Regions from separate parts of the Ovis aries genome. Here region 2 is linked to region 1. The links are chromatin contacts, called in public Hi-C maps. All regions are on one chromosome and are shown on one strand. The core of a region is the stretch at or near the end of the contact, and the rest is flanking DNA. Distances in the headings are between cores, read along the strand shown.

Region 1 (5,394 bases), core at 1,937-4,436:
GCCACTTTTCTGGATGGTCGGATGGCATCACCGACTCTATGGACATGAGTTTGAGCAAGCTCTGGGAGATGGTGAAGGACAGGGAAGCCTGGCGTGCAGTCCATGGGGTCGCAAAGAGTCGGACATGACTGAGTGACTGAACAACAACTTTCCTGGAAGGTTCAGAATATGCCTTCCCAAGGCTCTGAAACCGCAAGCCTTGCATCTGGGTCCCTAGATAAACTTACTGAACGAGGGAACGTGGACACAGTGGCTGTCTGTACTGCTCTGATGCGGAGAAGAAAATGCTCTCTTTATGCTGGTCCTGAGAGCAGCCCTTGCTTCGCAGCCTCCCCACTGTGGTCACCACCCCTCCCCCAGGCTGGCCCAGCTGGATGGGAAATCGGGAGCAGAGGCGTGAGCTCACTCTGGAAATCCCCAAGGGTGGCCAGGGCAACACTAAGGTCTGCTCCAAAGTGGGCGTCACGGAGACCCGAGAGGACCTGCAGTCTGGAGTGTACATCCCCTTCGATGTTGCACAAGGCAGGTGGCGGGGCCACCCTAATCCTGCCACCCCTCATCCCAACCCACAGGGAAGTGCCAGATGGCTCATCCAAGTCACAGGCACAAACATACCATCCCTTGACTTCCTGCTCTCATCTGAGGCCTCACCTGGGGAAGAGTTTACACAGCAAGTCACACAGCCTGCAGAGAAGTCTGGCCACCACCCCTGACCCGGAGCTGGGCTTGGACCCCAGCGACCCCCACAGTGCATTTATGGCATGATTCATTCCTCCTCTTAGAGGACCAGGAGTCCCCACCTTGGGCAGTGAGCGTCTGCCTGTGTGTGTGTGTGTCCAAGTGTGTTACACCAGGTACTGCTGCAGCTCAGAAATGAGTAAATGAGGTAGAAGTCACCTGGTACTCTGTTGCCAGCTGGTGGCACAGGGTTTTAGGGCTGGACTTGGAAGAGGTGGCCCAGGTTCAACGTGAGGCCCTGCTGATTACTTCCTGAACAGCTTTGTGCAAGTCTGACGGCTGCTTTATGCCTTCAGAGGCACACAGAAGATGGGAGGTCGCTATTACAGGTTGGTTTTGTTTTTGTTTTAGCTGAAAAGGTGAAAGCCTCACTCCAGCCTTTTAAAGTTAAAAGATTAAAAGAAGCCCCCCAAAGCAAAAGTCAAACCAGAAACTGCCACTCCGACCCCACCAGGGTTCCCAGGTGAGAAGGCCAGGAACCACACGTAAACAGGATGGAGGGTGGGCGTGGGAATGGAGATTGTCAAGAAGTGGGCAGGGAGGGCAGTGAGGGGGCCTGGGCTCCTGGGCGTGGACAGCTGCTTCATCCCATCCTGCCCTCTCTATGACAGCCCCCGCTGCAATTCCCTGCACAGCGGGGAGCCCAACACAAATAATTAATTCAGAGTTGTCCCTACCGGGAAACCCCCTGGCCTGTGGCTCCGGTGAGCCCCATCTCTCACTGGGGCTCTGCTAACACCAGGAGCAGGGGGCGCCTCGCTGCACTAGCATCAGGGCCCACCCTGGGTCTCTCATCTCACCCAGAGTTCCCACAGCCGCCGAGGAACTTTTTACTGCAGGAGGGAAGCAGACTGTGAAGAGGTAAGGAATGTGTCCTGTTATTCCTTGGATGTTATTTTCCTGATATAAGTGACTGAGGAGTTAGGAGTAGGTTCAGAAGGGAAAATGACAACTGGTCACATGGTGTCAGGCATCCAGGCCCGCCCAGCAGTCAAGGGTTGGGCAGTCTCTGAGCACAGAGCTCACCCCCTTCCCACCCTCCACACTGTGCGGATGTCTGACCCCCAGGGCTGCCCTGGCTCACCCGGCATGGGAGGTGCTCTGGGGGTGAAGCACTCCAGGACCCAGCTGTGAGAGAGTCCCTGTTTCCAGCCCCTCCCCATGGCACCCAGAACTGCTTAATGCAGGGCCTGGGGTTTAAGTAGGAAAAAGGCTGGTGGCACCAAGGGCAGCCTGCTGTTGGGACAGGACTGCCCTCACGCCTTCTTACTGCTTATCTCATTTGGGTTTCTTCCTCCTCTAACCTGGTGAAACTGAGGCAGGGAGGGGCAGTCAGTGAGAAGTAACCTGATGAACCGGGTACCGCTCCAAGCTCAGCACAGCACTCCTGACACTTCCCGCTGGATAACTCTTCATGGGGTAGGGGGCTGTCCTGCACACTTCAGGATGTTTAGCATCATCCCCAACCTCTACACGCTAGATGCTGGGAGCCACAACACTCACCCTCCCTACCCCACCGCCAGGTGTGACAACCAAAACTTCTCCAGACACTGCTGAATGTCCCCTGGCAGGCAAACCACTCCCCCAGGCACGTTTGAGGGTCACTGCTCTGAAGAAGCTTCACTTTCCACCCTGCTCTGCCTCACCTACAGTGACCGTAACAAGACACAGACGCTGGGCCCATTACATTTCAGCAAATACCACCCACACAGGGTCCTAAGGCTAGCCATTGGGAAAGAGCAGCCAGTCCACGTGGGGTGTAGGTCCGCAAGCCCTCCCCTCCTCAGACTCTCCCTTCTCGGCTCCAACTCCAGGCCTTCTCCCTCGGCCTTCCACCCCGGGCTCCTCTCTGCCCTGGAGTTAGGGGCTTATACTCTAGAGACATACTCCTCTCTAACTCAACGCAGTACTCAAGCCCCTCTGTCCAGAAGTCAGGACTCCTGGGTCCAACTTCTGAGCTCCGGTCCGGCCTGGCTGCAGCACCTGTTTCCACCCCGGCGAGGCCGAACAAACTCCCCGGTCGCTGCAGCTCACCCAGGAGAAAGTGGAGGGGCGGGGAAGGTCTGAATTCCGGGCGCTTCTGGGGTGAGGCGGGACTGCGCGGTCCTGCCCTGGGGCTTTCCCCCCCGCTCTTCCTCCTGGGACTTTAAACTGCGGCCCAATCATCCTGTCCCCGCCTCTGGTGACTCGTGGCCCAGGGACCCGGGAGGTGTCTTATCCGAGCTGAGCCTAGGGGCCAGCAGACCCGGTCCAAGGGCCCCGTCCCAGTCCAGCCCCGGCCTCGGGTATCGGCCCACGTGGAGCCAGCGCCGGACCCTTCGCCGGTCACTCACCGCGGCCCCGGGCGCGACCCCGCGGCCCCTCTGGCGCCCGGTGCCCAGTCGCCGCGAACCGACCCCTCCCGGGGCCCCGCGCTCACCTCCCTGCGGCCCCAAGTCCCCGGGACTCAGCTCCTAGCTGCGCCGGCCAGCCGCTGGGTAGTGGCTCCCGGGGGCGGGGCCCCAGCGCTCCGCCTCTTCCCTACCTGCGCGCGGTCGGCGGGGGCGGGGCCGGGAGCGGGGCCGGACGCCTGGGCGGGTCCGGGTCCTGGAGGCGGGGCCGAGCTCTGGGTGGGGCGGGGCCGAGCTCTGGGTGGGGCGGGGCCGAGCTCTGGGTGGGGCGGGGCCGAGCTCTGGGTGGGGCGGGGCCGAGCTCGGTCCCCTAGGCCAGCATCCTCTGCGGCTCCAGGGTCGCACTGCCCTTCCTCGGTCGCTCCAGTGATGTCCCCGCCCGGGCAGAACCCTGTTTTCCGCCGGAGCTACTCTCTTCCGGGCGCCGTCCTCTCATCCCCCAATAAAACGTATAATCTAGGTCTGAAGTGCCATCATCCCGTCAGCTTCCAAGAGAAACCTCTCCAATAACAGCCTCCTCCCAGAGCCTTCATCCCTGGATCAAACGAGCCTGTTCCCTCGGGCCTTTTAGCCCTCAGGCATTCCTTCAAACTCATTTGGAGAGTCTCGCCTGCAAGTCCTGCTGCGGTTGCCGCCTCCGGGACGCCTCCTCTGATTTCCATCGCTGCTCTAGACTCTCCTCCACCGCGAACGCGCCCTCCCCCGCATCCTGCCGCAGCGAAGGCTCCCGGCCGGGCAGAGACCCGGTCTTACTCAACTTCCCCCGCCCACTCGCCCCCGGCACTGCGCCCAGGCCTGGCGCCCAGGACAGATGGGGACCTAGGGTTTGCTCCTGGGAGAAGCCCTCACTGAGTGTCTGTGTGGCGGCGGGGTCTCTGGTAAAGTTCCAGGAATCTCCTTTAGGGGAGACCCAGTTAAAAAAAAAAAATACCCGTGTGGCCTCTGGCCCAATGACACGGAACCTTCCTAATGGGGCAGGACCTTGGTTCTCACGGGTGCCTGCGTCTGAGGACAGCACTCAAGATCTGGAGATTGGACTGCGGGGTCAGCCTCCCGGCCGCGGATCCTGTCTGAGCCTGTTCTCAACATAGTAGCCACCCTGGACCCACCTTCTTACCTGTGAAACCACTGGTGGTGGCATCTCTACCGCCACAGAAGCCTCAGATCCTGGGCTTGCCACTGTACCTCACTCAGCTCCTTCAACCTCCCTGAGCCTGCGGCTTCCTTCTCTTTAAAATGGGGATAAGGGACTTCCCTGGTGGTCCAGTGGCGAAGACTCTGTGTTCTCAAGGCAGGGGGCACAGGTTCAATCCCTGGTCAGGGAACTAGATCCCACACGCCACAGCCAAGACCTGGTGCAACCAAATAATTGAATTAAATAAATAATTCATTTTAAAAATAAACAAATTTTAAAAATGGGAGTAAAAGAAATTTCCTAGCAGTCCAGTGGTTAGGACTCCGTGCTTCCACTGCTGGGAGCCTAAGTTCGATCCCTGGTCGGGGAACTAAGATCCTGCATAAATAAACAAATAAAAATGGAGGTAAAAATAAGCCCTGATAAAAAAATAGGACCGATGCTGAAGCTGAAGCACCAATACTTTGGGGACCTGATGCAAAGAACCGACTCATTGGAAAAGACCCTGATGCTGGGAAAGATTGAAGGCAGGAGAAGGGGAGGACAGAGGGAGGACATAGGATGAGATGGTTGGATGGCATCACCGATGCAATGGACATGAATTTGAGCAAGCTCTGGGAGCTGGTGATGGACAGGGAACCCGGGCGTGCTGCAGTCCATGGGGTCACAAAGCATCAGACACAACTGAGTGACTGAACTGAACTGAAACATAGGCCCTGTCTCTTGTAAGAAGCCTCTTGAAGGGCAGGAGGCACTGCTCATAATTGTGAGCAGCTGCTATCGTTAGCTGCTAGTGCTGTTACTGTTACCACAGGAGGACCTCAGTGTCTCCTCAACTTTGAGCCAGTCTCTCTACTTGCTCTCAGCCCAGAGATCTCAGCTTTGATTCCTAGCCTCCCTCCTCTGCTGCGGCCTCGCCCCTGGCCCTGTAGCTCCACTGGGGTGGGGGCAGGCAGAGTCTCCTCTGCCCTCCCATTCCTACAGGACGTCTCAAGCATGTGCCCTGCAGCCGGGCCCAAACCCCTGCACCCTCCCTTCCCAGAGGCATCTCTCCTCAGGACCCAGCTAACTGGTCCCCCGGGGTGTGTGTGGCCCCGACTGACGCCCTGCTGGTGCCCAGTCACTCTGTCC
Region 2 (4,740 bases), core at 861-3,360, 170 kb before region 1:
AGACCCCTGGGGTGGGAAACCGGGTGAGCCCCAGGAGAGGGGCCAGGCTCTGGGCAACCATCCTACCCCCTAATCCCCTCTCTCACCACCCTTTCCCGCAGAACTGGCTGATATTACCAGGAATTCGTCCCTTTCTCTATTTATCCTCTCCAGTTCTTCAATCCGTTGAAGGAGTTGCTGGAAGAAGAGTTCAGAGATTGAGGATCAAAACAGCCCCTCCAGTGGCCTCTATACATACACTCACACTCACACACACTCACACACACACACACACACACACACACACACACACACACACGGCAGAAGAGGAAAGGAGGTCCTTGGGTCTTAGAGGAGCTCAAGGTACAGAGAAGCTTGCCAAGCCAGGCTCCCCATTCTCTTCCCAGACAACAAGAGGAAGGGACATGGGGCATGGTGAGTGGTACCCGGGGGCTACGTGCCTTGGACAAAAATGGTGTGAGGGTGGGACCCTTTGTTTGGTCCCAGGATGCATTTCATACAACCCACTAGTGGGACTTTGGAATCAGACTGACCTCGCCTCTCAAGAACAAAGATGATTGGGTATCTGAAAGTCTGCACTGTTTAAAGGGAAAAGTGCCTCTGAAGGATCAAAGCAAATCGCTACCACTTAAAGCAGCTCCTTGGGGCTTCCCAGGTGGCCCAGTGGTAAAGAATCCACCTGCAAGTGCAGGAGACACGGGTTCAATCCCAGGGTCAGGAAGATTCCCTGGAAGAGGAAATAGCAACCCACTCCAGTATTCTTGGGTGGGAAATTCCTTGGACAGAGGAGCCTGGTGGACTACAGTCTATGGCATTGTAAAATGTTGGACACAACTTAGCAAATCAACAGCAAGTGGCTCCTTAGAATTTTGGCAAACCTTCAGAAACTACGAATCTAAAGGTCAAACAGCCTTTACCAAAGACAAACCCCAAATCTAAAAATGTGCTCGGTCGCTTCAGTTATGTCTGACTCTTTGCTTACGCTCAGGGCTCCTGGCTTCTCTCCAAGGAAACAAAGATCCAAGTGAGAGAGAGAGGTTGTTGCCTGGGGAGCTGTGGGTGGTGACTCATGACCCTCTGCATTCTAGCTCTCTTTTCTTGGACCAAACTTTTATCCCTTAACACCCACCACCTTGCTCCTTTATTCTAGTTTAAAGGAAAGTCACTTAAAGAACATTCTGAGAAGTTCTTGGGCCCTCTCTGGGTCTGTTCAGGACGCATGGGTGTCTGACAAGTGGTGGGTGAGCCCTGGGTAAACAGAGGAGAGGAAGGAGGCTGCCCAGGAAGGGGGTCACTCAGCTCCCCAAGGTGGGGTCCCTGCCGCCCTCACCTCAGGCTGCAACTCAGGCTGCGCCTTCTTTTGATGGGCTTCCTTCAAAATCTTCATGTCTTTCATGAGGTCCTGGAGCAGCTCGGGGCCCTGCGAGGTAGAAATCGAGCCGTGGGGCTCCTGGCCTGGGCCTGTCCCTCCCTCGCCTGCCTCCGGGCTCCGGGACTCCTCCCAGGAGCGTGTCTCAGAAGCCCAGCTCCCTGGGGGCGGGGCGCTGGAGAGCGGCCTGGATTGGGCGGGCCGCCCGCACACCCACCTGGAAGACCGGCTTGCTGTCACTCCTGCCTTTCGTCGGCCCTGTCTGCCCCTTCTCCTGCGTCACCAGGGCCAAATCCTTCGTTTCCAGCCAGTCGCGGTCGTCCAGCCCATCAGTCTGGGTGGGGAAGTGCTGCACGTGCGCCACGATGGCCTGCACCTGGCTCCCCACGGTCTTGAGCTGCCGGCCGAGGTCCTGGACCTGGCCGCCCAGGTCCTTCACCTGGGTCTCCAGGGTCTGCGCTCTGGCCACGCTGCTCCTTCGCCTCTCTTTGGGCGCCACCAGCTGCGGGGTGCTGGTCGACACCCGCGGGGACTCAAAGGAGCGGCTCTGGTCGAGCATGGGAGACTGGAAGTCGATCCGCGTCTCCTGCAGGTTGAGGCTCTTGAGCATGGCCACGAGGAGCGTGTGCAGGGCCGTGAAATTGACAGCTCCCACCTCCGGGGTGCCGATGGCGAGGTCGGCCAGCTCCCGGAGGGAGACCGAGAGAGCCGCCGTCGCGGGCGGCATCGTTCGCCTTCTCTGGCGGCCCTGCCCGCCTTACTGCTCGCCCCGCCTCCCGGGCCTTTCCGGGCCCCTGAGAGGCCCCGGGGCGCCCCTGCCCCTGCCCCTGCGTTCAGCCGCGCTGGGCACCAGTCTCGGTCTGGAGCCGCTCTGGAGGCCGGAGAGGTAGCGCCCGGCCACCTGAGTTCCCACTCTTCGCTCCCGGGAAACCCGGGTGCCGGGACCGCAGAGCCTCTGCCGTCAGCCCGCCGCCATCCGATCACCGAGCTCGAACTCGGGAGTGCAGTGTCCAGGCGGCCGGCGGACGTTTGGAACGAAGTTTGTGGCCCCCGTTCGCTGCCCGGTTGTGGATGCCCCAACGCGCATTCGGGGATTCCACGGAAGAATGCGCCTCGCGGAGAGTTGGCCTCTGCGCGGAGACCTGCAGGTCCTTGAAGCCACCCCAGACCCAAGGAAAGCCTGTTCTAGTGGGTCGGGAAAGGCCTGGTCACACCCCAAAGTGCCACGAATTTTTGTTCTCAGTAAACGCCCCCCACCCCCACCCAGGGAACACGTCAATTTGGGGGTGGAAGGGTGGAGGCCCCCTAAGGCTCACCTAGATTCCAGCTGATTCACTCGGGGGTGGGGGGTGGGGGTCACAATAATGCAAAGATTTAAGAGGCCTCATGGCCACTGGGTTTTGTGTGTTCCCTTCACAGGGCAATGGCAATCTAAGAGACACAGTCGTGAGACCTTGGCCCCTTGGGCACAGTTCCCATATCTTTGCTCAATCAGAAGGGAAGGTAACTTAAAGACCAGTCACAGTACCCAGGTGGTTCCAGTTAGCCACCAGCTGACAGAATTTTCTGTGCTGCCCTGGCCTCACTTATCTCAGAACAGACTCACGTGGTCACGTGCCAGCATCTCCCCTATTACATGGCAGGGCCGATGAGATAGGACCAGGGGGACAGTGATGCTCTCAGCAACTGAAGCTTATTCTCCCATACCAGAGTCCCCCAGGAAATGGGTACCGCTTTCAGTGTTGACCTTCCAGATACAGAAAACCTGCATCGACACTTATACTAGACATGATTTTCACTACTTTTCAAAGTCAAATTTTTAGTTTGAACTGGTAAAATCGAAAGCCTCCATGTTCACTCCCTACCTCCCTCCAAAATAAAAGCAGTGTTTCTTGGAAATGGAGCTAAACGAGTCTGTAACCTCCATGAGGGTTAACCACCCAAGGATTTTTGCTCACTATTATATTCCCAGAGCCTGACACACAACAGGCCTTCAGATGGGTTGTTGAGACATTATTCAACACTGCAGGGGGCACAGGTTCAATCCCTGGTTGGGGAACTAAGATCTCACCTGCCGCAAGGAGTGGCCAAAGAATAGGGAAAAATTCTTTGCAGTCTCTTGTGCACATAAACTCCTACATTAGAAGACATAAAGCCAGGCCACGGAGTCATAGCTGAAGCTTTCGGATTGAGTGTTGGCGGTACTGCAGGGTGAGATGTGTGGGCTGAATTGACTCTAAGCTCAGAACCTTCCAGAAGAATATGGCTGCTGCTACACTAGCTGAGGCCAGAACATCACCTCTCTGGGCTCTCATGTTTCCATTCTCCCGACCCTGAGCCTTGCTATCATGACAGGCACACACCAGGACTCACCAAATGCCAATGCAAAGGGCTTATTCTAATATACTCCAAATCTAATCCCAGGAAATGTACACTTAAGTGCTTCTGTTAAATAAGTACATTTAAAAATCTCTTAGAGACACAGAGAACACTCACAGGAGGTATAAATGGAATTTGGGGTTGAAAAGGACCTTGGCTTTCAATTCCAAACCTCCCCTTCGACAGCTGATGAGAGAGACCCGGGAAGGGTCATTGGCCCAACCTCCAGGACAAAACCAGTCTGCTGAGTAACAGCAGTCCATGGCACTTCCTCTACAACCAGGGAAATTATTTCACAATTAAGTTCTTTTCTCAAGATCCTCCTACTTGGACTCTTAACAGAAGGCAACTTTTTTGTGTGCTTGAGAAAGGGAATGTGCTCAAGTCTCCATGGTGGGCTGGGGAACTTTCCTAGCTGTTAGGAAAGGGAGAAAAATGTCCAGGAAACTTCCCCGCAGAGAAATGCAATGGTACAAGTAAGTGAATCGGCGTTTATTATCTCTCAGGAACCAATGGAACAAATGAGTGACTGCAGTTCATTTCCGGGCAGACACTGCTCCCTCCTATTTCATTCAGTTCTGACTTGGATCAGACTAGAAAAAGTCTACCTGACAAATAAGATATCAACTATAACAGAATTAGGACTGTGTCATTTTAAATGTTGGCAGAAAAATGAAGTGCAGTCCTAAGTAACGCAACCAACCTAAGTGTCACCTAGCACACAGGGAAAAAGTTCGGTTTAGGTCTATTAGAATAACAACTACTTAGGTTTCAAATACAGAACCTTCAAATATTCAGATATGAATATTCAAACATTCAAATATCACTTATTATTCAACAAGAATTTAACTTCAGGGAACGTGAGGGGAAGGGGATGGAATGTGCAGAGGGGCACGTCTGTCCAGGGCTGGGGCCAGCCATGGACCTGGGCCGCCTGCATTCAAGGCACTGGCTTCTGCAGCGTCTGGACAGAAGGCAGGAGAGTGGGGAGC

The links. A called contact is a pair of places that touch in the nucleus more often than the background predicts.
Region 2: a contact with region 1 is called in a Hi-C map of muscle, with 4 times the contacts expected there. The contact joins the promoter of QRICH2 here to the promoter of RHBDF2 in region 1. A contact is called at or near these places in 7 of 16 Hi-C or Micro-C datasets (blood, liver, mixed tissues and 4 more).

What each region holds. Positions count from the first base shown.
Region 1 is chr11:54,588,553-54,593,946 of ARS-UI_Ramb_v3.0, reverse strand. It overlaps RHBDF2 (rhomboid 5 homolog 2), which reads right to left and starts at 3,186. Exons shown (of 22, transcript XM_060394993.1): 1 at 3,158-3,186.
Region 2 is chr11:54,754,305-54,759,044 of ARS-UI_Ramb_v3.0, reverse strand. QRICH2 (glutamine rich 2) reads right to left here and starts at 2,110. Exons shown (of 19, transcript XM_042256334.2): 1 at 1,587-2,110; 2 at 1,331-1,420; 3 at 118-177. The coding sequence starts at 2,096. PRPSAP1 (phosphoribosyl pyrophosphate synthetase associated protein 1) reads right to left here. Exons shown (of 10, transcript XM_027974120.3): 10 at 4,226-4,740.